2 separate regions of the Ovis aries genome follow, and region 1 is linked to region 2. A link is a contact called in public Hi-C data. All regions are on one chromosome and are shown on one strand. The core of a region is the stretch at or near the end of the contact, and the rest is flanking DNA. Distances in the headings are between cores, read along the strand shown. Region 1 holds the start of SLC22A15 (solute carrier family 22 member 15). Region 2 has its middle 4.0 kb from the start of CASQ2.

Region 1 (4,464 bases), core at 1,425-3,924, 170 kb after region 2:
TTACATGTAACTGCACAGTATCTTAGAGAGGGAAATGGCAACCCACTCCAGTATTCTTGCCTGGTAAATCCCATGGACAGAGGAGCCTGGTGGGCTACAGTCCATGGGGTTACATAGAGTCAAATTCATAGCAAATAGCCAGGTTAAATACAGGTAAATTTTCCTACTGAATTAAATGATTAAATAATTCTGGGGGTGGGCTTGTTGAATACTGTTTCATTACTACATTGAAAGGACATATAGTCCTCTTCTTGCTTTCTTATTATTTCTAAATACAAGGATTTTCTAAATCCTTAACAATAGAAGTTAACACGAACACTTCACATTAGTCTTCTTTATCAGTGTTCTGGCACCACAGTAGTCACTTATTGAGTCACCTAACAAAGTTTTCCAAAACATAACATTTTATGTCTCCTATGTTTTCTCAGATAAAGCATTCTTGGAATCTCGGGTAGTTTAAAAAGAGAATAGATATATTAAATAACTATCAACATGGTAGAACAGTATTTCAGTTCTGTAGATATTATAATGTTGAGTAACTACTAAAATAATAACAATAACTGTGCCATCTGTAGCTCCCAAAAGTAGCAGAAAGAGAGAAGGATCATAAAAAAACTGTCTTTAAGACTCTAATAGATGGCCAGGAAGTAAAAAAGAAAGAAGATGGTAAATATAAAACAGGAAATAGTAGAAATGAGTTCAAATCTATCATTCAGGATAAATATACATAGATTTAACTTACCTGTTAAAAGACCAAGATTACAAAATTGTATAAACAAACAAATTTAAAAAGCTTTCCTTTCATAAACATGTCTAGAATATAACAAAACTGAAAATATGAAATAAATAAAAGGATTACAAGGAAAATAACAAAAATCTGACATAGCAATATTAACACTAAACAAAACAAAACTTAAGACAAAAAGCTTTAAAAGTAAAAAGAGGTATTGTATCATGCTTTAAGGGGAATGATTCAATTGGTACTTTTATAAACTTTCACAAATAAAAAGACAACTTGATAAAAACTCAAAAATGATAATCTCTAGGTCACAAGAAAATTCAAACGATTTCCAAGATTTCAGATCTTCATACACAAAGCACTTAAATTAGTAATCAACAGTAAAAAGATGGTTAAAAAAGAGCAACAACCTTTAATTGGAAACTAAAGAAATATGAACTAACAAACAGCTCATCGGTTAGAGAGGACATTACAATGTCATGGAATATTTAAAACTAAAGACAATGAAAGCACCGCATGACAAAGTTGTGGGATAGAGCAAAGCAGTACCAAGGGAGAAATGCTTAAGTCTTATATATAATTATTCCTATAAAAGGAAAATTGAAAGCAAAAACCTAAACTTTCAAGTCACATAGGTAGTAAAAGAATTACAGACTAGCAAAAATAAGTAAAAAAATTAATTCATATAATCCATAAAACAAAGACATAAATTTTTTTTTAAATCACAAAAACTGGTTCTTCAGAAAATAGTAAAGTAGACAAACTTCTAGCAAGACTCATAAGAAAAGGACAATAAAAATGAGTAATAAAAAAAGGGGCATAAATACAGCTAGAGCACAATTAAAAACCCTATGAAAACAAGATGAACAAGTTTATTCCAAAAAAATAGAAAAAGTGGATAAAACAGTAACACTTCTAGAAGAAACTAAAAGTGATTCAAAAGCAAAAGTCCAAAACATATGTGACAAAAATCTCTCTATCCACCTCTGTAATAAAGAGGCTCCCCCTTCGAAACAAGCCAAGCCTAGATGGCTTGAAGTTTTACCAAACACTTGCAACTCATTTTACTAGGCTATAATAATCTTCCAGCCAAACCTAGACAAGAACAGTAACAAGAAAATTATAAGCCTATCTCACTCTCTTATGTGTAAAATTCTAGATAGAGCATTAGCTAGTCACCTTTTCTGTTCAATATCATATTGGGTGGCATGGCCTGCAGAGTGGAATACTATGCAGTTGTTAAAACCAACCTAGGGAGGTGGAGAAATGAGGGGACTTAAACCAGGTGACCAGTGTCTCTAGGTCCTGTTGCATTTTTCTCCATTGCCAGCCTTTCAAACTGCTGTTTATCCTTCAAACATTTTAGCAGCCATCACGTCCTGTCCCACAAATTAACCTTTCATATTTTTTACCTCGTGTCTATTTACATAACCAAATGTATCTCAGGCTTTTGCAAGAATTTGGTTACCTGTGGCCTGACCACATAGCTAGCAGGGAGCAGGAGGAAAGAAATGTTAAACAGCACTCTTCTCCGAAGGATCTAGAAACCATTTCCACTTCCTGTATTTAACCGATTTGTACAAAAGGACAAATTTTACCACCGGTCACCGGGTCTCCCAACCGTCATTGCGCCCCACAGCCCCCGAAGCGGGCGGCGGGCAGGCCGTGGCTTAGACGAGAAGGCTGCCCTTCACCTTATTTCTCCATCAGAGAGGATGCCTACACCGGAACCCACTTCCTCTTTCCTCTCGTTCTAAGCCGTCTTAAGCTGCGTTTTAACCCACCCTCTCAGAAGGAGATCTTGAACGGAAAGCCCAGAGGCCCGGGAACCCGGCATCCCGCCCCAGACTCGCGAGCTCACGCGGCCCTGGGCCCCGCCCGCGCCAACGCGCCGCCCGCGCGCCCCGCCCTGCCCGCGCTCTCACGCCGCTCCTCGCTCCCCGCTGGCTGGGCCGGGCGGGTGCCCAGCGCACCGGGCCGGCCGGGGAAGGCCACGCCGGGCCACGCCGGGCCACGCCGGGGCGGGGGTAGCGGAGGGCGGGCCGGGGCCGGGGCCGCGGCCGGGCTCCAGCTGGGTGCTGGGCGGGGGCCGAACGCTCGGCCCGCCATGGAGGTGGAGGAGGCGTTCCAGGCGGTGGGCGAGATGGGCATCTACCAGATGTACCTGTGCTTCCTGCTGGCCGTGCTGCTGCAGGTGAGTCTCCCGCAGCTCCCACCGCTCCCTCTTCCTGGACACCCAGCTTGGGGCGAGGCGTACCCCTCTCCCCCCGCCCGGCGATTCCCCAAAGCCCGGCCCGGATGCCAGGGGTCAAACCCCCAGGTGTGGCGAGCCTCCCCCGCCTCCACCTCCACCCCGCGCGAGGGCGGCTGTGGGCTAGGCGCCACGCTTTGGCCTGCGCCCGCGAAAGCCAAGGTCGCTGGCCGGCCTGTCAAGCTTTGTCCCCGCCCAAGCCTCGGATCCTCGCCCCATAGGCGCCCTGCTCCCTTCACCTGGAGCAGGGAAGGAATCTGTGGGGAATGAATACTTAATCTGGCGAGCTGGTTAGTAAGAGATGCAAAATCCCCTTGTTAGCTGGAATACGCTGTGACTATGGAAAGGGAATTTCTAACCTGTGGCGCTGTCCCCTTGAAATTTTGAACTGAGAGGGCCCTGATCATCCGCTAACCAAAGTGCCCATCCTTTAGCTCTGGTGTCGACTTACTATCTTTTCCTAGATTTGAGGGGGCTTCCTGTTCCAGGGGCTTTCAATGCTTCCGGTTTCTTTCTTTCTGGTTTAAGTTCTGCTGGGTCATTCTGCCCAGAGCCACTTTGGGCTTGAGACTATTTTAAGTCCATAGTACCATCTACAGCGGGTGGTGTAAGAGGGAATCAGTTCTTCATGGTATAGAATTCTTCCAGACTGCCTGCACACCACATCCTAGAAATGTGAGTTCTGTATGCTCAAGGTCACTACAAATACACTTTGCCATGCAAAAGTTACTCTTTCTTTGCTTTTTAGAATGGCCCATTTGACATTAATTACTACTCTTATTCTAGTGGCATTTTATTCATAGATCCCTTTTAGTATCTACTATGAGTTGGCCATTTTAGTTTTTCCTTCATTCACCATATAGTGAGTGCCTGCTGTATGCTTAGCAGGGGCTGCAATGTTTATAAATCGAAGTCTCTTTCCTGTGAACTTTGCATTCTTGTGGCCTTGGGGTGAAGCAGTGTGTGCTAAGTTGCTTCAGTCGCGTCCCACTCTTTGCAGCCAGACACCTCTGTCCATGAGAGTTTCTTGGCAAGAATACTGGAGTGGGTTCCCATGTCCTCATCCAGGGCATCTTCCCCACCCAGAGATTGAACCCTCTTCTTTCATGTCTCCCACAGAAAGCAGGAAGTTAAATAATTGCAATTAACCTGTGATGGTTAATTGAATTAGTTATTCTGAGCTAAGGACAGGGTGGTCATGGATATAAGTACCAATCCACCAGTTGCTTAAACTTTGCGTAAGTCAACTGCTCAACAGGACGATTGGGAGGGTTAGAAGTGAGGATTGACTAAGTGATTCTCTTTTCCACTAAAATGTTTGAAATTTCAGTTGATTTCATCATCTGGCAGTAGAACCATCTGAATGATGCTCTCATAGATTAAGTCAGTTCTTTCTCCCGCAAAACAAGTTCTCAGTTCACAAATATGCAATTTTCTGAAGTTCCTTTAAGTGTGTTGTTTTAGCTTTAAATGC
Region 2 (4,585 bases), core at 391-2,890:
GAAGCCAGGACCTTGGGGAACCCACCACTGAAATCCATGACAGCATTCAGTTCTTTTTGATGGTCACTTTGCTAGGCTTTTAAAGATAGAGTCAAGAATAGCCATTCTAAGATGTGGTTAGCTTTTCAGATCATTGGCAAGCATGCAAGATCTCTGCTTTCTTTAGAAAATTTAGGGGGAAAAAAAGATTGTCGCGTGAAACAGTGTATGTCTTGTCTTTTCCAGGTCAGCTTCCCAAAACTGTTCCCAGTTGTCTCAATCTCATCGACTTATCTTTATTTAGAATTTGCTCCACTTTTCTTAATATATGTTTTTTTTTTAATGTTACCAAAAAACTGGGAGATGTTTAAAGTCAGAGTGTGAATTTTGCACTGACTTATAACTGATGAGAAGTACCAAGGCAAAGGGATAAGTATTAAAAATTCAGCTTAGCCCTCAAGTCTGTCTTATGACCAACTGTGTATCAATAGAAAAAAAGCCCCAGTGTGGCAAGTTCCTGTCCCTAAATCCCAGCTCTGTTTGGGGCCTCAAAGCCCAGCCTGAGGATGGCTCAGCCACTGACACCTGTTGTGGTGATCGTTTCCCACTGCCCACCCACACCTAGACGTGGAGGCCAAAATGTGTGTCTCACTCTGGATGGGTTAAGTTTGCCTGGTTGAACCCTTTCTATGTCCCAGCCATCTTTTCTCGGTGTCTTCTATTGTTTTCATTTTTCTTTTGCCTTCTTGCTTGCCAACTCTAATGTATTTATTTTGTAAACAAGGGGTGCTTCTGACATGTCTGAGTCAACTTGGCATCTGGTAGGTTAACTTTCCATTCCAGTTTTCACAGCTACCCAAGTCAGAGTGTCACGTACACATGCCCAGTTTATGTGACTATGCTGAAGTGTTCGAGTGTCTTTATGTGCCATTAGCAGGTATTTGTGGTCTTTGTTTTTAAACAGGAAAGGATAAAACTAAGTACACAAATCAATATAAATGTATTGTCACAGAATATGATGTAGGCCGCTTGTTTTTGCTGGCAGTTTCCAGTTCCTCACGCTGAGTGGCCTCTCCCTAGAGTCCCTTACTCTAACCTCACCCCTTTCGTTTGTTTGCCCTTGACAGGTGGCAGGACAGTTTTGCACGTATTATTTAACTGGATCTTCACCATAGCTCACTTTACAGATGAATCAGGATTTGAAGCCACGATCTTTCATGTATTAAGTCAACGGTAATAGAATTTCATGGGGCATCTCTCATGTACCAGACACTCTTCTGGGTAGTGGAGTGGGGCACGGTGTTCATCTGAACTCACTGAGTTTACAGCCGAGAGGGGAGACAATACATAATCAGCGTATGTATGAGGTGTGTGTGTGTGTGTGTGTGTGTGTGTGTGTGCGCGCGCGCGCACGCGTAAAATTGGACTTCAAACAGAGGCATGTGCTCTAAAGATCAGCTGACGACAAGGGAGAGACTGTAACTGTGTAGGAGGTGGCCCGTTTGGACTGAGGGTGAAGGAAGGTATCTCCAAGGAGGGAACTTAGGAGCAGCAGGGAGGGGAGAAGCAGCGCGCAAGCTTCTCCCAGGGAGAAGCGGCAAGCGCCTCCGCGCTGAGACCTACGGGCATTCCACCACTAGGGGGCGCGGCATCCCCCGCCTCCGTCCTGTGAAAGCATCCGATTTCACTCTGGACTTCTTGGTCAGTATATGGGCTCACACCTACACGGCAGGGTCCACAGGACGGGCAACCTATCTGAATGACTGGGAGGCAGCTCAGAAAGAGCTGAGGCTCCGAAGTCAGGAGACCTTGGTCTGGAAGGGCCCAGCCCGGTTGTGCGACCTTGGTGAATCTCCTCACCTCTCGATCCTCGCATTTCTAATTTGTGGAAAAGAGGGTCAGATCCACTGGTCTCCCACGGACCCTTTCTGGCTCTAAAAATCTAGAATTTGTTCCGGCCGTACAGCATTTTCTTTTCCCAGAAGAGACTTTGGCACAGGCCATAGGTTTGAGGACGCTTGTTGACTGTTAAGCTGCGGAGAAGGATTTGATGGGCGTGTCTCTTACAAGTCAGAGCTTGCCTCTCCCCTAAGGCGAGAGATCTAGGACTTTCCTGCCTCCAAAGGCCCCTTCTTTGGCTAAAATGCTCCACCTAGTGGGCAAGGCGGAGTATGGCATCTTTGTTTCTTTGAGCCCGTTCCTCCCTCCTCTTTGGCTGGGTTACTGGCGGGGGCAGTTAGCCTGCTGGCCTGGAAGGCAAAATCCCAGAAATGCCTTAGTCTACAGCCCTGTGCTCCACGGCCTCAGGCTTCCTCTGATCAAATCTGAGCAGTGCTGTTAGCAACCCCAAGACCCTCCTTTTCCTCTTGACTCTGAATATCAGGCTCCCCAGCACCAGAAAACTTCTTAATAAAACCGAACAGAAAAGATCAATGCTTGGATGAAAAAGAGCTAGGCTGTGTAACAGTGCACGTTTTAACAAACTTCACTTCCTCAGGGAGACCCCTAAGTGTAGACCAGAGGCTAACTTTCACTCCCTTGTACCATGCTTCTCGGAACCACCCCTTCCACTGGGGATTCTTTCTCTGCAGAGAGACTAAGCCTGCTAGGAGCCAGGACAGCATCTGTTCAAAGTATTCCTTGAAACCTGTCTTGCCAATAGTAGTTCTCATTAAATATTTGTTAAATAAATGTGAAGCACTTACTTTGTACCAGGTCTTATTTTAAGTGCTTTACAAATTTTAACTTTTTCTTTTTTTTCATAGTTTGGCTGTGCTGGACCTTTGTTCCTGCGTGCAAGCTTTCTCTAGTTGAGGCATGTGAACTTGGTTGCCCCTCAGCAGGTAGAATCTTAATTCCCAAGACTAGGGATGGAACCTGAGTCCCCTGCTTTTGAAGGCAGATTCTCAAGCACTGGACTGCCAGGAATGTCCTTAGCTGTTCTTAAAAACCCTATAGTATAACACAGGGAACTCAACCCAGTGCTGTGACAACCTTGAGGAGTGGGATGGGGTCGGGGGTGGGAGGGAGGTTCAAGAGCAAGGGACATATGTATACTTATGGCTGATTCATATTGTGTATAGCAGAAACCAACACAACCTTGTAAAAGCAATTACCCTCCAATTTAAAATAAATTTGGAGAAGGAAATGGCAACCCACTCCAGTATTCCTGCCTGGGAAATCCCATGGAAGGAGGAGCCTGGGGGGCTACAGTCTGTGGGGTTGCAAAAGACTTGGACACGACTGAGCAACTGAGCAATTAAAATATATTGAAAAAAAAAAAAAAACCCTATGAGGCTGATAGTTTCAGTATTGCTAGATAAGTAAGCCAAGGCACAGAGAGATTAACTAACTTGCACAGGGTTAGGTCACTAGTGACGGCAGAGCTGGGATTTGAACCCAGAAGGTGGATTTTGTGCTCCATTTCTGTCTTCTCTGCCACTTGGAACCACAGCTAGATGCCTCTTACAGAGGGCTCCTGATGTCACTTCGACGAGCCAGGAATCACTTCAGAAACAACAAATGGCTCTCCACAACGTGACCTGGGGATAGGTTCTGAGTTTTGGCCCTACCCTGAGGCACCTCCTGTTCTTTGTGCATAGGAAGAAAAGCAAGAAGGGGACTAATGTTTCAGTGCTTGTGGTGAGCCAGTCATTGGGCTCATTACATTTTCTACATCATCTCATTTAAAATTCTATCAAGCTGAGTGCTCTTCCTTCCATTTAACAGTTGAGGAAACTGAGATTCAAGATCAAGTAAGTAGTCTCCCGAATTAGTACAGCTTGTAAGTAGCAGAGACGGGATCTGGACCCTGTTCTTTCTGACTTGTCCGACCCCAGGCTGTTCTGCATAAGGAGGGGAACCTTCTCTGTCTCCATGGGGGAAAAACAAAAATAGAAAAACTTAGGTTACAGAAAATTTAGAGGACACGAAAATAAAAACAAACCAGCATTTTTTTTAACAATAGAGAAAAGAGGAACAATTGGAAAAAAGAGAAGAAAGAAAATGAGAAGTTTAGTTCAGAAAGAAATGTACACGAGAGCAAATAAAGGGAAAACTTAAGATTTATTTGTCCTGGAACTGGAGGGAAATATAGACTTCTCAGGGAAAGCAATAAAAGAACAGGAAAACAAAACCGAAAATCCACCTGGATATAGAGATTATGTCAGGATGTCCAAGCAGAGAATGTGGTAGGTAGAATAGTGGCCAGCATCCACTCCCCAAGATGTCCAGGCCCTAATCATTTCCTTGTGAACTTCAGAATCTGGTCATAAAGTTTAAAAAAAAAGAAAGAAGGAAAGAAAAAAAAGTCAGTTGAGATTTTGATCGTATTTACTATATAAACCTGTTTGGGGAGTATTTACAACTTTACAATATTGAGGTGTCTCCAACATGAACAATGTATATATCTTTCCATAGATTTAGGTCTTCTTTGATTTCTTTTGGCAGTTTTTTGTAGTTTTCAGTATACAGGCCTCATAGTGTCTTTTGTTAGATTTATCTGGTACTATTTCATATTTTTGATGGTATTAAAATGACACAGTAAAATTTTTTTTCGCTTATTTTTTAAACATTTATTTATTTATTTGGGCTTCCCAGGTGGCAT

What was found. A called contact is a pair of places that touch in the nucleus more often than the background predicts.
Region 1: a Hi-C map of skin fibroblasts shows a contact between it and region 2, with 2.4 times the contacts expected there. The contact joins the promoter of SLC22A15 here to the enhancer-like site in region 2. A contact is called at or near these places in 2 of 16 Hi-C or Micro-C datasets (mixed tissues and skin fibroblasts).

Annotation. Positions count from the first base shown.
Region 1 is chr1:93,283,332-93,287,795 of ARS-UI_Ramb_v3.0, forward strand. SLC22A15 (solute carrier family 22 member 15) reads left to right here and starts at 2,675. Exons shown (of 13, transcript XR_009597154.1): 1 at 2,675-2,933.
Region 2 is chr1:93,110,736-93,115,320 of ARS-UI_Ramb_v3.0, forward strand. No RefSeq gene overlaps it. Among named protein-coding and RNA genes, the nearest start is that of CASQ2, 4.0 kb to the left of the region's middle. Within about 2 kb of position 1,641, at least 23 of the 54 cell types and tissues checked have an H3K27ac peak or open chromatin away from gene starts, as enhancers often do.